Regions from separate parts of the Anas platyrhynchos genome. Here region 1 is linked to region 2. A link is a contact called in public Hi-C data. All regions are on one chromosome and are shown on one strand. The core of a region is the stretch at or near the end of the contact, and the rest is flanking DNA. Distances in the headings are between cores, read along the strand shown. Region 1 holds the start of ETS2 (ETS proto-oncogene 2, transcription factor). Region 2 overlaps LOC113842328 (a long non-coding RNA gene).

Region 1 (3,305 bases), core at 132-2,631, 38 kb before region 2:
CCAGGAACATCCTAGCATGTTTTGTAACACTCTAACCATATCTCTCAGGTTATTATGGGTTCCTATAGCCTTTGCTCGCCACACATCAGCTTCCCACCCTGCAGCACAACCAGCAACAAGCTATCAGGACCGAGAAGGCAGCGTAGCTTCTCACGATGAAAGGGTTAAAGCCTTTTTTTTTCCCCCACTGGACTCCAAAAGCTGCAGTTTGAGCCCAGAAAAGACACTAGGGCATGATGTGCCTGGGCCTCGCTTCCAGCTCCTCCGCCGCTGCTGACTGCATCTTGCCAGCTATAATTGGTTTAACTGGCAGGACACCTTCTTCAACACCCCCGCAGAGCCGAGCGGGTGAACCAGAACAGGGTCAACAGGATCAGGCACTTATTAACTAATACTCCTGAATTCTGATCAACTTCTCCTCAGCAATAACCGGGTGCTCGCCCACAGCCCGAGCGGGCTGGGAACCATCCCAGCCGGGCGACCTAAGCCACGCTAGTGCCTGCAGTGAGAGCACCTCCACGGCTTTTTTTTTTTTTTTTTTTCACTTCTTAAAAATAAAGAAAAAAAAAAAAGAAACAGAAAAACCCTAAACCAAGCAAACAGAACCCTACAAACAAACAAACAAAAGGGATAACCGGGCTCCTGTCAGCAGGATCTCGTTTCCCACCTCTGCCCAACCCCCTGCAGCTGCTGGGGGAGGGGGGAGCCCCCTTTCGGCACCCAAACTCCGACGGGGGAAATTCACCCGACCCGGCGTTTTTGGGGTCCCTTTCGAGCACCCTCTGCCCGTTAACCCCTTCCTGCCAGCCTCCCCCCAAGCCAAGCCCTCCTCCCCCGCCGCGGGCGGCGCCGGCCGCCATCACCCCCCGGGTCCGGGTCCGGGTCCGGGTGCGGGCTGGGGGCGATGCCCGGAGCCCCCCACCCCAGCCCGGGGCTCCCCTGGGATTCCCCCCGCTCACCTGGCCCCCGAGCGCGGAGCTCGCCAGCTCCTCGGCTTCGCCCCCTCCTCGGCGGCAGGGTCCAAAAAAAAAAAAAAATTAAATAAAAAAATAATTAAAAAAAAAAAAAAAAGAGAGAGAGAATGAAGAAGGCGCGCTGCCTCGCTCCGGGAGCCAAAATATCCTCGATGTGGCAGAGCCGGCCAACAACAACAGCGGAGGAGGAGGAGGAAGAGGAGGAGGAGGCAGTGCCGGCTTGATCCCAGCGGAGAGTCCCGGAGGAGGAGGAGGAGGAGGAGGAGGAGGAGGAGGAGGAGGAGGAGGAGGAGGAGGAAGGGGGCGGGAGGAAGGAGGAGGGAGGCGGGCGGCTGCGTGGGCGCTGCCGAGCCGAGCCGAGCCGAGCCGTGCCGAGGCGCCGCTCGGAGCCGTGTGCGCTGCGCTGTGCCGCGCCGCCCGGCCTGCCCGGCGCTCTTCAGCGGGCAGGGGGCGGTGGCGGCGGGGGGACCGCCCCCCGGAGCCCGGCCCCTTCGCCGGCAGGGCGGTGGGGAGCTGGGCGGAGGCCGGGGGAGGCCTGGGCTAGGTCGTCGTGCCCTGGTTTTGGGGATCTGGGGGCTGTGCTGGATGGGGGGTTGTGGGAGGGGACCCCCACAGTTTGGGGAAGGCAAAAAAGGCAGTTTGGGGTCATTCCAGAAACACATTCTCCCCCCACAGGCTATACACCAGATAACTCATCACGGACATTTTCCATGTTTAATTAACGCCCGGCCTCAAGATGCTAAGATGGGAGAATCAACACCGATGTGCCCAGCCACCTGCCCTGCCCAAGTGAGACCCCGAGCCCGGGGAGGGCAGCAGCCCCCACGCATCCACCCTCGCTTCCACCCTGTGCTCCTCTAGGTTTCTGGTGACCCTCAAGGGAGCTGAACTGCCTTTAAAAAGCTTGCTCCAAGCTTGCTGTGACAGGCTGTGTTATTTAAACTAACTCCCCATCTCAAATTAGCAGTTGTGTTGTGTGGCTGTAACTTCTTTTGGGACAGGAGCCCCCGGTAGCTGCCACCCCTTGGCTCCTCACCAGATTACATGTGATCCTTTGCTGAAGTTGTGGTTATTTGTACCAACAGAAAGCTACAGTGCCTTTGGCTGGTGGTGGTGGTGCAGTTGTCAGGGCCACCTCCTTTGATGCTCTCCAGCTATTTCTGGCCTCAGCAAAGGCCAGACCACGCCACTTGTTGCCTCAGAGTAAGATTTTTCTGGTATTTCTTCCAAACTCTTCAGAATACCTCCTCCTCTCCTTAGGAAAGTGGCTGGTACTCGTTTCCTTATAGCCAAATGTCACCAGGCAAGTTGTGACAGCACACTTTGAGACTGGAAGAGAAGTCTTGATTATGCCAGTGACATTTCTCTCTTCGGGAGAGTCCCGATCTAATAAGGCAACATCTGTTAGAATCCTAAGGGAAGCCATTAAAAACTGTATGTCAGCTGGATAGCAGTTTTAATTATAACACTGACAAAAACAATTGTGCCACCCTTTATACAGGGGAAACATCTGCCAAAAAGATAAGATGAAAGGCTGGGAGTTATTTATTTCTTGCTGAATTGATGTGCTGGAATCTGGAACAAAATGATTAAGTTGCCCCTATTTTCCTCTATTAAAAATCTTATTTTAAAAGTGATTCTTATTGTATACATATATTTAATTTCATTGACACTTATTGCTGGTGTAAAATTCACTGTTGCTCCATTACAAGTGGTACACGCTCAGTAGGCTGGAGTGCGTGGTATATATCAAAACTGAACAGTGAGGGTGGCCCTGCTTGGGTCAGGGACATGCAGAGCTCCTTGCTGACCTGGATTGCGTTCCCTCTGTACTAATCATTGTCAGAGAGTAAAATCTTTAAGCTAGAGAAATAAAGAAAAAATAGTTTTTGTTTTGGTTGAAAATGCTTCTGTAGTATACAAGTGTGTTTGTTTTATTTTAGGAAGTGTCCATCCTCCTCACAATTGCTTTAGCCCTTATCTGTGTTTTTTGCACATGTGTTGGTATACAGAGAGATAAAAGGAGGAGCTATGTATAACCTGATGAATAATCCAGGCTGTAAATGTTGTGTTGGACATTTTTTGTTGTGGATCCACTGGTGCTTTCTGTTTTTTTTTTTTTTTTTTTAGCGTGAGGGAGAAGTAGCTCCAGTACTCAAGGCTGAAGTAATTGGAAAGACAAAAGAAAAGCACAGAGATAAAGATAATAAAAATAATAAATATTTGCAAAATCATTGTACTAGGATTCTGTGGTAGTCCAGATAAGACTTTTTTTTCAGTCCTTGTTGCTCATAAATTTCTTGTTTTAAAGAGGACCCATACTGCAAATAG
Region 2 (3,567 bases), core at 859-3,358:
GGAGGGATTCTATAGGTACATTGCTCAGAAAAGGAAGGCCAAGGGGAGTGTGCCCCCTCTGATGGATGAGAAGGGAGAACTGGTAACAACAGACATGGAGAAGGCTAAGGTACTCATCAATTTCTTTGCTGCATTCTTCACTGTTGGTCAGGCTTCCCAAATCTTTTGTTTTAGAGACAACCTATAGGTGGAGCTTGGGGGAGAAAAGTCTCTCCCACTGTAAATGAAGAGCAGGCTTGAGACCACCTAATGAAACTGAACAGGTACAAGTCTATGGGGCCTGATGTAATGAATCCAAAGGTCCTGAAGAAACTGGCTGATGTAGTTGCCCAGCCTCTCTCCATCATATTTGAAAAGCCCTGGCAGCCAGCTGAAGTCCGTGATGACTGGAAAAAGGGAAACATCACTCCTATTTTAAAAAAGGGTAGAAAGCAGAACCCGGGGAACTACATGTTGGTGAGCCTCACCTCTGTGCCTGGGAATATCACGGAGAAGATCTGCCTGAAAACACTGTCAAGGTACATGCAGGACAAGGAGGTCCCATCCATCACCAGAGTCTTTGATACCCAGTAACCGAGGGACCCCATGAATTGTAGTGTTCCTGGCTCTGAGAAGAACAGGCCAGGAATCATGATGCTGCTAAAAACACTTTGAAACAAGGCTGAGTGAACATAACACTGCAGGCTGAGCAAACCAGCATTTTTTTGGAGAGTTTACATTACAGTGTTAATATGAAGATAAGAGTAAATTTGTTCCTAGTTAACTAAGAGTCCAGTTAAAACTGGACTCCAGACAGATGTGGTGAAATAAAACCTGAAGAAATCTGCATATTTCCTATATACAGGATCTTCATGGTCTTCTGAAATCCCCTGCTCACTTGATTTTGAGGCAGCTTTACGCTGGGAGTGTTCTACTGCACTGTATTGCAGTGAAGTGCTAGGGATTTGGAGGCTGTCTCTGGGCAGTTTTCGAGGCTTCACAGACTGTTTTACAAGTGGACCCATGTATCTTGTACAGTGCACCAGTTTTCTAGGAGAAATATGACACTCACATGCTGCCTGCAGCTCCAGGCAGGGTGGTTCTGCTGTCCTCCTGAGCTCTCCAGATCTTCTCCAGTGTTCATTGCTTGAAGAATGCTTCTCCCTGCCCAGCAGCCCATGAGTTGAAGAAGAATCATCACCAATTGGCAGAAAACAGAAATATATATATATATATATATATATATATATACACACACACACACACACACACACACATATTTCCTAGCTGCTCTGCTCTGAGCTCTACGTAGAAAAGGAGCTTGGCCAGACAAGAGTTTGCTATTCCACTTCATATCATAGTATCTGGATTAACCTGAACTATAAAAGTGCAGTAAAAGGAGGAAGATAATGACTGAATCTGGGAAAAGAAATAACTTTTCTTGGTTACTAAAAAGATCCAAAATTAGCACATGAAATAGGCCTGAAAGAATGATTTGGTTCCCTTCCTGGCAGTGCTCCCTTATGAAACAACCTCTCACAATCCTCTTGTGGAGAGAGTGACCTCACGTGGGCCCAATCCTGCTCCTGGTTGCAGCAGTTGCGGTCTTGCTGCTGACCAGCAGCAAGAACATGGTAAACCCCCAGGAAAGCATGCACGGATGACCAGGCAAAACTTGCAGAGCACAACATGCTTAAATTTTGCTACTGAATGATGTTCATTACAAAACTAGAATATTGCCTAGATTCCTGTGTGATTCTTCCATATGGGCTTCCTTTTTCATATGCCCACTGCTGAGGAAGATTAAAGATCTAGGAGGGAACTTAAGAAGCAGGAGAAATTATTCTGACATGAAGACAACTGTTTAGAGTCTGTGTTGAATCAAAGCTCTTCTGTGATGTATTTCTGCACAAAGATCTTGGTTTGAGTTTGAGCTGTCCATTAATTCATCACGACTTGCCCACAATGTCGTGAGTGAAGAACTCTTGAATGGTATGGCTCCAACAAGTAGAGTGGTACAATATCAGAGAGAAATGTAAACTATTTCCCTACTGGAAACCCCTATCTGGTAGCCTGATCAAGTCCCACTGAACCAATTTTTCCTAAGTTGAGCAAGGGTAAGCTGTTGAACAAGAGGAACGAAGTGGGAATGACTAACATTTCAGAGTGTGCAGAAGTGAGATCATTCTCCCCACGAGGATGTATTTTGTTATGTGTTTTCTCAATGGGAAAATAGAAGTAAAAGTTTTTTTTTTTTCAAGCAAATCAAGAAGCAAATTGTGATGACATTTCCTCATTTTCTGTTTCCTCAAAGAAAATCATAGTCAGTCTGATTATTCACTCTGAGACATGTCCTTAGTTTTCTTTGCATTCTAGGAAGAAAAATAAATAAGCAAATAAATAAATAAGATGTATAAAAATATATACATATACATTTACACTTATACATGTACACATATATATAGTTCATGTTTGTTGACCTGTACCCGCTGTCCCCTCACCTTGATTCAGAGCATTTTTGTTTCAATGAGGGAACTGATCACAGCAATAATTGGATCTTGTAAACCTAAGCCAGGGTAAATCCCCATTTTTTCACTAGTCCAGGAGTAAATATATATATATATATATACATATATATATAATATATTTTTGTAAAAAGCTATGTCATTTGGAAGTGATTTCAGCTTTACAGAGAAAATATGTTCTAATTTCAGAATGATTTTTTTTTTTCAGATCACTAAATGATATAAATATGATGCTTTAGTTGCTCCAGTCACTTTCCTTCTGTTGAACACTAGAGCTCTGTTTCATCTGCTTTTGCCTTTTATTTGACTCAGAGAGGAAAAAAAAATAAAGGCACAATAGGGCAGGCTGGTTTGCCGATCATAATAATGAACGATCCCTCCTAAGAGCAGGATTTAGTCCAGTGAGTATGCATAGTAATGTTGTCAGCTTTAAAGAATCTTCCTTCTGAGATGGCAGTGCTTGTTTTCTTCTGTAGCTGGGAAGGTTTATGTGCTATGTGTTTCACAGAAGATGCAAGTCCCAGAAGTTCTGGAGCAATATGCCTGACTGGAGGAAGTCCAGGAAGGACAGAACCAACATTTTTCACATTCATTAGGCTTTGGCAAACTGTTGCTTTCACCATGCTGTTTGTCATTTCGGAGAACTGGAATAAGAACCCACATATTGAGATTTTTCCTGTGTGAGTTATGTGTCTATAAAACATGGTTGATTTGGAATTATAGCTGATGGCCTCCCATAGTTCAGTTATATTTCTCATTTTATTTCATTATATTTCTCATTTGTGAATAATCATGAGTTTGATATGAACAAATCAATGCAAATTCTTGATATTAGCCAAATCTCTCAGCATTTGAAATGTCATGTGGTAAAACCTCATGTGTAACCCCAAACATGATGCTGCTACTAAACTTGAAAATATTATGGCAACAAAATTTTTGACTTTTCAATGTGAAAAAGATTTTTTTTTTAAACCATAATTTTTATGATTAAAGAGGAAACTAGAATCTTTTATTTATTTCTTAATCTGAATTCTTCTGCAGGTGAGAAAAAGATTTTTATCAT

What was found. A called contact is a pair of places that touch in the nucleus more often than the background predicts.
Region 1: a contact with region 2 is called in a Hi-C map of skeletal muscle, with 2.5 times the contacts expected there. The contact joins the promoter of ETS2 here to the enhancer-like site in region 2. A contact is called at or near these places in 2 of 8 Hi-C or Micro-C datasets (liver and skeletal muscle).

The regions. Positions count from the first base shown.
Region 1 is chr1:113,291,516-113,294,820 of IASCAAS_PekinDuck_T2T, reverse strand. ETS2 (ETS proto-oncogene 2, transcription factor) reads right to left here and starts at 1,381. Exons shown (of 10, transcript XM_027449110.3): 1 at 960-1,381.
Region 2 is chr1:113,254,217-113,257,783 of IASCAAS_PekinDuck_T2T, reverse strand. The region is part of intron 1 of LOC113842328 (a long non-coding RNA gene); the gene reads left to right. Among named protein-coding and RNA genes, the nearest start is that of ERG, 37 kb to the right of the region's middle. Within about 2 kb of position 2,108, at least 2 of the 8 cell types and tissues checked have an H3K27ac peak or open chromatin away from gene starts, as enhancers often do.